Regions from separate parts of the Ovis aries genome. Here region 1 is linked to region 2. The links are chromatin contacts, called in public Hi-C maps. All regions are on one chromosome and are shown on one strand. Each heading gives the region's core, a stretch centred on a gene start, on an enhancer-like site or on the middle of the called end of the contact. The rest is flanking DNA. Distances are from core to core; before and after follow the strand shown. Region 1 overlaps NIN (ninein). Region 2 holds the start of DMAC2L (distal membrane arm assembly component 2 like).

Region 1 (7,130 bases), core at 3,798-6,297, 430 kb before region 2:
CCCTCTCCCACTTTTCCAGAGGTGTTCATGATTACCTCCCTTCCAACACTCAGGGCAGACCAGTGTCTGGAGGCGACCTGCCAGGCTTTCCTGCTGGGGAAAGCATCAGCAATTAAAGGACCTGGTTCCAGAGGGATGGCTCTTTTTATTGGTGGTATTCCAGTAGTCCAGAGATCTAACCCCCCCTCTCCCCCACTTTCTAACCTGCCTTCCCCTTTCTTTCCCCCTGCTTTTTAATTGGAACTACTGGTTCCAGGCAGTGAGAATGAAAATAAATGAGCTGTGAATGAATTGGATCTGCTCCCTCCCACCCTCACGCCCTGAAACTGCAATTTAATAACAAACATTCAGCTACTATGTGATGTGCTTATCTCCCCTTAAAGGAACAGACCTATGGGGGAGACTTGGAAGCATAGCAAAACATCTGGGTGGTAAACTCAATCTCCAGTTGAAGTGGTCTTGGGATGAAAATATAGCCCTTAGGATAAGTTTGCTTCCTCTTGTAACAGGGCTGGTCTTAGCTGGATCTGTGCTTCTTACACAGGGCTGTAGAGAAACCCTTGGAAAATAGTTATCCCTGGAGATGTTAAAATAAGTTATTCCTTACCTTGTCACTACTCACCCTAAGAGTTTGCATGAAATCACTTACATTGCTGTACCTGATGCCATTGGTTAGGCTGTCTGAAGGGTGCTTCTTTGGATGACTCTAGTCATAGCCCCCAAGGCAGGTCTCAGATGAGTGTCCCTGATCTTCCTACACTCTGCTAAATTTAGGAGGCATTGGCACCAGCAGCTTTTACCCTCCTGGAAGCACCTGGGCTTCCCACTGAGCCTGTTCTCTTGATCACAAGTCATTGTGCAGGAGGACCTTGCTGACTAGCAGAGTGGTACATACCCAGGGGGCAGAAGTTTCCCTTTCCCCTGCCCCCAGCTCACAGGGAATTCATTCAGTGAGAATCCGAGGGCAGGTAGGCAAAAGAAGTAGTGAAGTTGTACCTATTTATATGGTATAAACAACATTTATAACAGTAAAGGAAATGAAATTGTTTCCCACATCGCCTCAACTAAATATATATTTATTGTCTCTGTTTCCTTCCAGTCTTTGTCTAATTGTATGAATTTTTTTTTTTCCAGTGGCCTCGTGTTGATGGCATTTTTGTTGTGGTCTTTCATTTAACATTTCATCAGATGTATTTCATGCTCCAACATGGTTTATATAATGACTATATTATGATGTGTTATTATACTTTATGCCCCACTGTTTTTAAATTGTTTTCAATACTTTTACCATCAGAAATCATATGGGATCAGAATGCATGAACATTTTCATGGCTTTTGATACATAAAGTCATTTCCTTTACTAAAAAGTAATATCCATTTGTATTGTTTCCAATAACATTAATAGGTCTGTTTTATTTTCTTTCCCAAACAGGCCTATTTTAAATCATAACCCGTTGGTAATAGGAATCATATCTTAAATACTTGGCTAATTTAGTGGCAACAAAATGATTGCTTGGTTTTAATTTATGTATCTCTGAATGCTACTGAAATGAACCTTTCCCCATATTTAATTGGGTTGCCTCTTATGTGAATTGTCTGTATTCCTTGCATATCTGCTGGAGACTTGGCATTTTTCTTACAAATTTTTATAAATAACCAGTACCTCCCAAGGGAAATCAAATTAATTCTTTAAGTTTAAACATGGTAATGAAAAGAAACGGCAAATATAAATTAAACATGTACTACATAAACACATGTAGTGAGAAGAAAAATAATATCAAATTTTGTTTACTTATTTAGTGCCAGGCACAGTTCTAGGCATTTTTACCCAGCTCTGTGAAATATGTACTACTTTATTCCCATTTTATAGATGGAGAAACTGAGGCAAAAGAGATTAAGAAATGTGTTCAAGCTCAAACCCAGTAGGTAAGCCTGGGTTCAGAGCCAGGTGACAGTCTGATTCCCACCCTCAATAGTCAGATGTGAGAATCGGGGAGGAGGGGTGGCAGGGAAGCGGGAATCAGATGAGGCACCCAGTTGCATAGATTCATGAGATTTTGGAAATAGTACACTGAAGCCTCTTGCTCCTCTGAACTAATTAATTGTTCACTATTTTTAATGAGTTGAGAAGTGAGAAAATGGAAGAAATACATTTTTCTATAGCAAGACACACACCGTGTTGTGTTAGGAATTGTTGCAGAGCATTTTTTGAAGGGGTGTGTTTGCATTTTTCCAACTATTGTCCCGGCAGCGGCTTGTCCAGTGGTACCTATTCTGCCATGTCTCATTTCATTTCTGCTGTTAAAAAATCATCCCCTGCATGTGATTCGATAGGTTTTATTTTGACTGATGGTTCTTAGATCACAGCAACCTACTGTATTTTTTTCAGGTGGACTGAATGGATTTCATTTTAGGGTGTTTCCAACTTACATGCTGAATGATGAATTTTCACCATTTTGGGTGCTGCAATAATATGAGCATTTGCTCTGTTGGTTGAGGAAATAAATGTGGAGGGATAGACAGGCAGGATGCTTTTATTAGGAGGCATAAAAATGTATACTTTACAAATAAAAACAATTGAATTCTGCCTAGAAACAACAGTGTAAGAAAAATCTATGGAGGTCTATTTCCTCCATTGCTCCCTCCCCAATCCCCAACACATCACCCATTCGTCAGATTTGTGGTGTGGAAATGTGGGCCAATAAAATTGTAATCACAATCAAGTAAAAATCACATTGTGCCACAGTCCCTATACTTATCATCCGTTTTAGTGACTTTGAGTTGTAATCTGTGAGTTGTAGTGAGCTTTTATATTTTGAGTTATAGCCTTTGAATGTCTCTCTATGGCAAGGATAACTTATCTCAGCACTGTCAGTTTGGGGTTTCAGGTTAGTGTGGCGAATCTTGGTGAGCTCTTTGAATCGGTGCTCTATGCAGTATCTTTCTGAGTGAAATATGGAGCTGTGAAATCCTGGTAGATGGTTATCCTTCAATTAAGAAGAGAGGAACAAAATAGATGTGCCTAGGTTAGCTGTAGGAACTTCAACTCGTATCAACTTGAACAAGTTACTAAAAGAAATCAACGTTTAACTGAAGAATTTTAGATTGTGCACTGTCTGCCATGAGGGATCCAAGCTCTGGAGATGAGAGTTAATTAGGTTTGTTTCCCTGTTGAGTTCATTTCAAGAATCTAAGAAAAAAGTTCCCCTTGCACAGTTCGGCCACCAAGGAGAGTGGACTGGTTATTTATGTGTTGTCAAAGGCTGTTCAGTCACTAAGTCGTGTCTGACTCTTTGCGACCTCAGGGACTGCAGCACGCCAGGTTCCTCTGTCCTCCACTATGGAGTTTGCGCAAATTCATGTCCATTGAGTTGGTGATGCTGTCTAATCATCTCATTCTCTGCTGCACCCTTCTCCTTTTGCCTTCAGTCTTTCCTAGCATCAGAGTCTTTTCCAATGAGTCTTCTCTTTGCATCAGTTATCAAAGGTAGCTTCTTCATTCATAAAGCTGGATCTTTGCTGAGACAGCAGGAGGTTTTAAAAGGGGGATACACTTTTCTTAACAGGGTTACCTGACTGCGGTGGTTGTAGAACCTCCTAACAAGAGTAATTAGGAACCTTGCTGATGAGGTCAAAGATCACTGTGTACCTACTCACGGCCACTGGTTGGAAGCAGATTTGTGCCATGCTTGGCTCATGGAGCGAGGGCTGAATTTTGATTCTGACGGGTGCCCTGGGCTGGGTGCTTTTGTGCAATATACAAACTACACCTGTATGCTGTGACTTGGAAAAGACTCAGTAGAACATAGCATGATAAGGGGCAAAATGATCCAGTGCAGATCAGTTTCACTGTTTTTAATGTAGTAATTCACTGATAATGTACATTTTAACTTGAGCTTTCTAGCCTACTTGTTTGGGGCTGCACCTCTGTCTCCTCATTGTGCCACAAACACACCTGTCTCATTCTTGTCTCATGGGTCAGCAAACAGTCTGCTCCTATCTTTCCACTTGGCTATCTCCAGCTTACCCCTCAAGTCTCAGTCAGAGCTTGCTTCTTTCAGGAAGTCTACCCTGAACTTCCGAGGCTGATGGATACCCTAATTAGGTACCCATTCTTGAACTCCTCCATAACAGCACTTAATACACTACAGTATTGTTTCTGTTTTCTTGTCTGCCCGACTTTGTCAGCATATAAACCTCATGAGAGAAGAACTGTGCTTGTCCTGTTCATGGTTGTTTTCCAACGATGTAGCATGATACCTCACACTTACTAAACATTTACTGAAGAACAAACTCATAAACGCATGTGTATAAACTCTTCTCAGGTGGTGGATTCTGAATATTGGCTTTGGCCTGATTTTATTGGCTGTGCTAGGTTTTGCTATTGAATAAGTGACATCAGCTCACAGGGCAAATCCTTGGTGAGATGCTGCAGAAGGCTGCGTGGTATTTCTTACTCACCTGCTCTCTGCTGGCTCGCTGATTGAGGAGAGCCTGCCTGGATAAATGCTAGCGGGTCCTGAATCATGTGACTTACTCAGATGATGACATCAGAGCCAGAGAGTGATCTGGTCTTGGAAGAGCAGGCTTGGTTCTGAAGCACACTAACCTCCTCCTCTTGCCTCCCCTAGCACTGGAAGGCGCAGCGCAGTGAGGAGTATGAAGCAGAAGGTAGGAACTGAGGGTGTGCCGGGCCGGCCTGGGAGGGAAGGGCTGCATTCACAGGGCGTTCTCCACAACCCCTTCCCATCTTCCTATAGCCCTACCTGCTGGAGGCCAGCTAAGAAGCAACCTGAAGTACAGCAGCCACAAAAAAATTCACTCCCAATTGATACCTCATAGTTTTAAGTCATTGGACTTAACATCATGCAAGATATGGCAACTGAGATGTGGAATTTCACTTATGAGTTAATTACTGTCTTACATAGACTTTCACAGTAATCTATAAACCATCCTAAATGATTTACTGATTAAATGCATCCCTCGACAGGTTTCATGGTGATCTCCTCACCAGCAGATGGCACTGTGGTTCAGCTGACAGATCTCTACCCACTTCACAGCCTACCGTGGATTAGCTGTACTTCGGTGTAATTACAAATTCTCTAGGTCTCCAACCTGTAAAGACACAGCAGTAATGGGCTTAATGTCCTTAATAAATATTAAGGGTAGCACTAAATACTCTTCTCAACCTCCAAGTTTCTTGGAGACACACAGTATCATGCCAATAATTAGCTCATGTTTAAGTAATGACAGAATCTCTAATGTGAAAGTAGAAATCTTAACTAGAAGTGGGAACTTTTCATAGAGAAAAAGTATTTATTTTTAAATAAGTAGGCTGATCCTTGTATCCTCAAATAGAACTTATCCTTAATATGTGCTTAGTCACTCAATTGTGTCTGACTCTTTGCGACCCCATGGAAGCCCACCAGGCTCCTCTGTTCATGAAATTCTCCAGGTTAGAATACTGGAGTGGGCAGCCATTCTCTTCTCCAGGAGATCTTCTTGAGCCAAGGATCAAACCCAGGTCTCGTGCATTGCAGGCAGATTTGTTACCCACTGAGCCACCAGGGAATCCACTCTCCTTAATGCACAGATAATGACTTGCAACCATTGATTTTTTTAAGTTAGGTTGCTTAGAATAGTCATGTGTAAAGATTTAGAAACAGGCTACTCTTGAGACTGTTATCATTACTTAATGATATTTACCATGAAATTATTTCCTTTTCAGTAAAACAGTGCTTAGACTAGAAAGAGAGTAGAGATAATAAAGTCCGGTAGCTATAGTTGAGGTAGGATGTATAAAGCTCTTTAGAATGGCTCTCAACCAGCCTTCTCTTTCAGTCACACCAAAGCCTAAGCCTGTGCACATTTTTCTTTGAAATAGAACAAACCTAGAACCTTGACATGACTGCACCGGAATATTTCTTATAGGGGTATAACTGCCAGTGAACAAAAGAGTGCCTGTTGGCCTTCATTGCAGCCTAAGAACCAATGGTTCTACTTCATTTGAACTTCTGGATCAAATCAACACTTGGTGATCTCTTTTTTAGAGCATTTATTTTCAAAAAGCACATTTTTCTTTGAGTATAGGTGCTCTCTCTGTGCAGTTCTTTTAGGGACAATATAATATATGCTTTTATTTTAGGCCAGTTAAGATTTTGGAACCCAGATGACTTGAAAGCCTCACAGAGTGGGTCTTTGGCTCCCCAAGACTGGATAGAAGAGAAACTGCAGGAGGTTTGTGAAGATTTGGGGATCACTCGTGATGGTCACCTAAACCGAAAGAAGCTGGTCTCCATCTGCGAGCAGTATGGTTTGCAGAATGTCGATGGAGAGGTGAGCGTTGCGTTGTATTTTTATTCAGGGATAGTAATCGTGATACAAGCTAACCTGGCCACAAGCTGGAGACAGCCATGTTTTGGTTTCCTGCCGAAAGTTACAGAGACTCCATTCTCTTTTTTCCCTGGCAAGTCAGCCATCAAGTTTCTGTCTCTGAAGACCTCATGTTTGTCATGGGAAAAAAAGAACCGACGATAGCTGATAATTACTGAACCCAAACTGTGTGTGCCTCACTGTGCTAAGCATGTTACCCCACATCATTATCAGACCCCAGCTCAGGGTAGCCATGATGTCAGTCTGTTTGTAGGTGTGGCATTCACAGAGTCAGAGGTGAGAAAGGTGTGGAGGCAGGACAAGGCAGAGAGTTCAGGAGGGTTGAGTTGCGGGAATACTTTGAAGGCCAGGCTGATGAGTTTAGTCTTTGGAGAGAGAATCTCCATATCACCCCAGAGTTCTTTAGCAGATTACATAATACATTGGAAAAACTTACTTGCTAAGGCTGGTCTGAACTTCTTTTATGGGGTATATTGGTGTAAAGAGAGCCATAGATTAGGACACCAGCCAGGAGTCATCACAATAATCTGGGTCATGAGGAAATGGAAAAGGGTACGTTGGTGGTTTTAAAAACGTACAACAAAAGAGTCTTGAAGAAGCCCCCACGATGCTCTTGCTTGGTAAAATTCTCAACTTCACATTTTCTAAAAAATTAAGAGGGGTGGCAGGACCGGGTGCATGAACAGCCATGAAACAAAAGATTGTAATTAATTCCAAGACACGTCTTTCAAAGAGTT
Region 2 (6,984 bases), core at 1,789-4,288:
AAGACTAAACTAGCCAACCTGTTCTTGAGGGCAGTGAAAGTGTGGAGAGAAGGGTGAGGTGGTATCAGAACTGGGGAGTTTCCCCCCCAGATTATAACCCCACTTCACTGGAATCATCCATTACTGATGCCAGTTCTTATTCCTGATGTATCTAGAGTCTAGTGAAATAGAGTGACAGAGCACTTCCTTAGGAATAGAAGCAAAGGTCCCCAAAGTCACCCTAGGCCAGTATCACTTGACACTCACTGAACTAACTTCTTATAGGTTCTGACCTAGATGGAAGGTGAACATGAATTCTTAGCTTCAGGAGGGTGTGGTGGCCAGAAAACAAATGTCTTTAGCCAAAGACATTACAGGGTCAATGAATGTAAGGTGAGCTCTTGATTTGAGATAATCGAGAGGAAACAAATTAATGTACAGTCAAGACTAGGCGAGAAGCTAAGCAGAGAAAATTTTATAAAAAGTACATGTGTATTTTGAGTTCTTTCACTTTGCTAAACTAGGAAGTACAGGCTCAAAATCACAGAAGAGTAAAACAGTTACTACTATGGACTGACTCATGAAAGCCTGACCACAGACCCTAGATTGTATAATTCTATACTCAACCTAGTAATAAATCAACTACAATCCTGTGCAATGGTTAAAATAAAAAATAGTGATAGTACCAAAAGGTGGCGACACTGAAGAGGAACTCGATCACTCAACATTGCTGGTGGGAATGTAAAATGGTACAGCCACTTTGGAAAGGAGTTTGGCACTTACAAAGCTAAACATGTGCTTATCAGATGATCCAGCAATTGGACTCTTGGGCATTTATCCCAGAGAAACAAAAACAGGCTCACACAAAAAGCTGTACACTAAGTTTCATAGCAGCTTTATTCGAAATAGTCAAAAAACTAGAAGTAACTCAGTTATCCTCCAAAGGGTGAATGGTTAAGCATGTTGTAGTACATTCATACCATGAAATACTTCACGGCAATAAGACAGAATGAACTATCAATACATGCAACAATTTGGATGGCTCTCATGGGATAATGCTAAGTGAAAAAGTCAATTCCAAAAAGTTACATACTATATAATTTTGTTTATGTAACATTCTTGACATGTCAAAATTTTAGAAAGTGAGAACAGAATGGGTAAGAGGGTGCCTTGCTGGAGGGATCTTGGTGGTGATGGATCTGTGTTGTAGCTTGCCTACAACATTCTACACATGGGGAGGTCCCTGGCGGTCCAGTGGTTGGGACACTCTCACTGCCAGGGTTCAGAGTTCCATCCATAGTCAGAGAACTAAGATTCCATAAGCCCCATTGCATGACCAAAAATAATACTAATAATAATAAGAAGAAGGAGAATCTATACAGGTGTGATAAAATCTGTACAGGACTAAACACAAACACAAATGCAAAACAGGCTATCTGAATAAGATCCATGGGCTGTTCCTGGTTATGCTGTTGTATCAAACTTTTACAAGATGTTACTATTTGAGAAGACTGTGTAAAGGGTACACAGGATCTCTACTGTTTCTTACAACTGCATGGAAATCTACAATTAACTCAAAATTCAAATTAAGAAATTTTCTAATAAAAAATTAAAAACTAAAAATGAATATCTTATTTTTCATTTGTGATGAACAAGCAGGCAACATTCCACATTATTTTCACAAAGAAAATATGCATAACTATCCAAGTGATAAAAACCATATAAACATAATAAAAACCATCATTTTATTGAGCATTTTACTGTGCTAAACATCTGATGAGCCTTATCTTGCTCATAAAAAGTCCTATGAGGGGGACCCTACATCACTCATAGTTCACACAGGAGGGGCTGAGGGAAAGGGGTGACTCCACTTTCCCAAGCTATGTGACTAATAACTGGAGCCAAATTCAGACAGGCAAGTAAGTTTTCCCAGCAATAAAGTCAGTGCCCATGGGGTGATCAGTGGTGTCCGGCTCTTTGCCACCCCATGGACTGCAGGTCGCCAGGCTCCTCTGTCCACAGAGTTTTCCAGGCAAAAATCCTGGAGTGGGTTGCCATTTCCTACTCCAGGGGATCTTCCGGACCCAGGGACTGAACCTGCGCCTCCTGCATTGGCACTGGAAGCATATTCTTTACCACTAAATCCAAATACAGTAATAAAGTTACATCGTTCTATTTTTGTTTTGCTCAGCTGTCCTGACCCTAAAAATTAAAAAACAAAAAACAAAAAACAAAGCCTTCCATCAAACGCTGACAACAGGTGTTAGGCACAGAGCTAGAGGATCACGTAATCTGACACAGGTCTTTCAGAGACTACAGAGCCTGCTTCCCTCATTTTATAGCTAAACAGGGGTGAAGTGACATGCACAGGTGAATCATTGTTTCCAGGCCTGCAAAGCATATTTAAAACCAGGCCAGTATTAAAAAAAAAAAAAAAAAAAGGAAACAGATCGCTAAATGACGGCAGAGACCGAGCAGTCTGTTTCATTTATGCGCTCAATATTTACAAGACCAATAATGAATGACATGTCAGGAGCCACATATATGGATGGCCAGAAAACAGCAGACTATCAGGCGTCGCCATGACAGAGCCTCGGTCTGGAGAAGGTTGGGGCTGGACTGTGCCCTTTAGTGAGCACTCCGCTCTGTAGGAGACTCATTGGAGACAGAGGTTCTCCGCAAGAAGCCGCTAGGGACGTGGGGCGGGGCTAGGAAGAGGCGAGGTTGAGAGGGCGGAGCCACGAGGGACGCGGGGAGGGGTCGAGGGGGCGGGGCCTAGCTGGAGGAAAGGAGGGCCTCTGGGCCTGCCCTAACGAGAATTTTCACCATCATCATCCCCAGACTTTGTCCTGCGGCGCCAAGTCCGCTGGGCTGTGCAGGTCGAGGACGCCTGACTCGGCGGGCCAGATTTTCAGTTAGCCCAGAGATGGGAGAAGGGAAAGGGGAGAGGGTGACCACCACTAGTCCCGCCCCTCTCGGGGCCTAGCTCCTCTACTCACGGCGGCAAAAGGAAGGAGCAAGCTGGCGTCCCCAGCGTCTACGGCGGCGCAGGCCTGCCCTTCGCCCTCCGCCGCGCGCGTCCATTGGCCACTGGCGGCTGCGCCCACGTGGGGCGAAGGTGCGCCCTTCATTGGCCTCTGCCTGGGGGGCGGGGCTAGAGGGCGCTGGGACGCGGGCATTGCAGGTCTCAAGGGCTGGCTTCTAGAGCTTGAGGCAGGGAAAGGGGCCCAGACGATGGGACCCGCGCTGCGTTACCTGGGCAGTGTCTGCGGACGGGCCCGCGGGATTTTCCCCGGGGGCTTCTCCGCGGCGCGCACACCCGCGTCGGGGAAATCCCGGCTGTTGTGCCAGGGTGGCCGCAGAGCCAGCACCAGGTGAGTACCCGCTGGCCCGCCCCCCGCGGTCTGCGCTGCCTCTCTTGGAGGTGCCTAGTGCTGGACCTCTGCCTCTGCTCTTCTTCGCTGTCCTCGGCGAGAGAGAAGGTCGGGATCCTGTGAAGCCCGGGCTCCAGCCTCAGATCCCAGGAGCTATCTGGCTGGATCACTCGTAGGCTTGTGGGCGAGAGGAGAAGAATAAGAAAGGCAGTGTCGAGTAGAGGTCAAGAACAGTCCTGGCTTTGAATACAACTCCACCGCTTCCCATTCAACCCTGGGCGGGTTGCTTAAGCTCCTTTAAGGCTCAGTTGTGAATCGGAACCTAGTCTCTCGCGCAAGTGGTCGTTTTGAGGATTAAAAGGACCTCACACACTGTAAGCAATTAAACGTGCTGTTTGTTCGCTGGTCTTCCTGATGTTACTTGGAACATCTGAAACCGGTCTTAAATCATTCCGTTCCCTGGCACACACACGGCTGCATAGAGTTGTCCGTATGAGAAGCAGCTCAGCTGCTAATCAAACCCTGCAGAATTCAGCGTCCTGTGATTTGAAATGTGGAGATCACGTATGAAATTACTGTTTTTTACCTGCTCTCTGTATGGGGAGCGGTTTATGCGAAGGTTTCAAAGCTGGAAAGCTCTTGGCTCTTTTTCGGGAACTAGCATGTGGGCAACATGAGTGTGAGTGGAGCTTGGCGGAACAGAGGATGGTGTGGAAAGACACCGGAGAGGGGTTACATCACAGCAGAGGTTTTGCTTTAACTGCACGTGGAATTTTATTCTAAGGGCTCTGGGAGACTTTTAAAGACGTGATTAAATGTTGATGTTTCAAAAGTTGATTCTGGCTGCTGTGTATTAGTGGGTTGGAGGGGAATTAGTGTGGAATAGGATTTGTGATTCATCGTGTTCTTTTGGGAACCTTTTCTTAAGGGAAGAAAAGTAAGGTTAGTGAAGGTTTTGTTTATACTTTTTTAATTTTGAAATGATTAAAGATCCATAGGAAGTCCCCCTTCCCAAAGAAAACCCACAAAAACCCAGACCAGAGAGCTCTCATGTACCCTTTTTCACCCAATTTGCTCCAACATCTTACCTAACTGTAATAACTGTCAAAACAAGGAAAAGGATATTAGCACAATCCATAGACCTTGTTCAGATTTTCATCAGTTTTCCATGCACTCGTTTTTTTTTAATTGCTTCACTACTTACAGACTTTATTCTATATAACATTTAGTATCTTAAAAGATTATTTTGAAAATTGAAATTATATTAGGTAGATAGATTTGGAGGAGAATTGCTTCTTTATAATTTTGAGTTTTCCCATCCATGAACTTGGCATATCTTTTCATTTATGCATACTCATTTGTTATTTAGGAGCTTCCCAGGTGGCTCAGTAGAAGAATCCACTTGTCAGTGCAGGAGTGGGAGGAAACACAGGTTTGATCCCTGGGTCCAGAAGATCCCCTGGAGGAGGAAATGGCAACCCACTCCAGTATTCTTGCCAGGATAATACCATGGACAGAGGAGTATTCTCCATGGGATGGCAAAGAGTTGGACACGACTGAGCATGCACACACACGCCTTTGTTATTTAATAGAGTTTAAAATTTTTCTCTGTGAAGTTCGTTTTTTCTTAGGTTAATTCTTAGATTCCCTTATTGTTTTGTTGCTATGATAAATAATGTCTTATATTCTTTCAGCTGGATTTTACTTGTATAGAATATGCTCTTTTTTTTTTTTAATGCTGTTTTGTATTTCTTATCCAGTATTGGGGATTTCCCTGGTAGCTCAGATGGTAAAGCCTCTGCCTGCAATGCAGGAGACCTGGGTTCAGTCCCTGGGTTGGGAAGATCCCCTGGAGAAGGAAGTGGCAACCCTCTCCAATATTATTGCCTGGGAAATTCCACGGATAGAGGAGCCTGGTGGGCTACAGTCCAAGGTGTCACTAAGAGTCGGACATGATTTGGAAACTAACACTTTATCACTTTAGGGCTTTCCCAAGTGGCTCAGTGGTAAAGAATCTACCTGTCAAGTAGGAGACACGAGTTCAGTCCCTGAATTGGAAAGATCCCTTGGAGAAGGAAATGGCAACCCACTCCAGCATCCTCGCCTGGAAAATCCTATGGACAGAGGATCCAGTCCATGGGGTCACAAAAGAGACAGACATGACTTAGCGACTAAACAACACCAACATCCAGTTTTGGCACCTGAGTCACAGGTACTTCATAAAATGAGTTAGGGAGTTTTCAGCTTTTTAAATTTTTCTGGAACATCTTCGATGATAGAGATTATCCATTCCTTGAAATTTTGGTAAAATTTACACACTCTGTGTGTGTGTGTGTGTGTGTGTGTGTGTGTGTGTGTTTAGGTGGAAAGCTTTTGATGACTAATTTATAGCAATTGATTCCAAACTTCTATTTCTTCTTGTCTCAGTAATTTTGCTTGAGTCCCTCACCCCATTTCATCTACGTTATCAAACTTATTAGCACATAGATCTTCATAATGTTCTTTGATTAGGTTTAAGATCATTGTCATGTCTTTACATGTTTTTCCTTATATTATTTATTTGTGTCATCTCACTTTTTTCCTCATTACTATTGCCAGAGATTTGTCTACTTTATAAATCTTTGCAAATAAAGGATTTTTCTTCTTTGTTATATTTTATTATATATATGTTTGTTTTATATACATCTGTATATATTATTTTTCCTTATTGTATTTAACTTCTTGAGTTGATAACTCATTAAATTTTGGTACAGTAGTGTTTTTAGGAGTGTCTCTTGCATGTTAAAGTTCCTGTAGCCTTTTTTATCTAAGAATATCTTTATTGAATCCTCATATTTAAATGATACAGTTTAACTCTAGGTTAGAAATCCTTTTTTTCTTCCTGAAACTACTACTTCATTGACTTTTGTTGTTGTTGTTGTTGTTGTTGTTGTTGTTTTGTTTTGTTTTTTGGCTTCTTTTGTTTGTTTGTTTGCTTTCTGTCTTTTGCCTACAACGTGCAGCATGTGGGACTTTATTTCCTGGGCCTGGGGTGGAACCCTCACCCTCTGTGTTGGCAGTTAACTACTGGACCACCAAGGAAGTGGCTCTACTGACTTATGGATGTCATTGTCACAATTTAGAAATCTGATGTCAAGTGAATTCATATTCATATTTTCTCTTATATTGGAGCATAGTTGATTAACAATGTTGTGTTAGTTTCAGGTATGCAGCAAAGTGATGCAGTTATATACATACATGTATCTGTTCTTTTTCTAATTCTTTTTCCATTATCTTATTACAGAATATTGAGCAGAGTTCCCTGTAGGTCCTCGCTGGTTATCAGTTTTAAATATTGCAGTGTGTACCTGTCAATCCCAAATTCCCAATCTATCTATCCCTCCCCCCACCTATCTTACCCCCTGGGTACCACTAGTTCATTCTCTAAGTCTGTCTTTCTGTTTTGTAAATAAGTTCATTTGTATCATTTTTTTAGATTGCCCAATTAAGCAATGTATGATATTTGTCTTTATCTGACTTATTTCTCTTAGTTTGATAATCGTCAGGTTCATCCATATTGCTGAAAATGGCATTATTTCTTTTTAATGACTGAGTAATATTCCATTGTATATACGCACCGCATCTTTGTCCA

Evidence for each region. Hi-C and Micro-C count contacts between places; a contact is called where the count stands out from the background.
Region 1: a Hi-C map of blood shows a contact between it and region 2, with 2.8 times the contacts expected there. The contact joins the enhancer-like site here to the promoter of DMAC2L in region 2. A contact is called at or near these places in 3 of 16 Hi-C or Micro-C datasets (blood and tail adipose tissue).

What each region holds. Positions count from the first base shown.
Region 1 is chr7:41,879,823-41,886,952 of ARS-UI_Ramb_v3.0, reverse strand. NIN (ninein) reads left to right here. Exons shown (of 32, transcript XM_042252313.2): 7 at 4,632-4,671; 8 at 6,146-6,336. Among named protein-coding and RNA genes, the nearest start is that of NIN, 49 kb to the left of the region's middle. Within about 2 kb of position 5,047, at least 8 of the 54 cell types and tissues checked have an H3K27ac peak or open chromatin away from gene starts, as enhancers often do.
Region 2 is chr7:41,452,503-41,459,486 of ARS-UI_Ramb_v3.0, reverse strand. DMAC2L (distal membrane arm assembly component 2 like) reads right to left here and starts at 3,038. Exons shown (of 5, transcript XM_004010512.6): 1 at 2,979-3,038. L2HGDH (L-2-hydroxyglutarate dehydrogenase) reads left to right here and starts at 3,136. Exons shown (of 9, transcript XM_042252308.1): 1 at 3,136-3,353. The coding sequence starts at 3,214.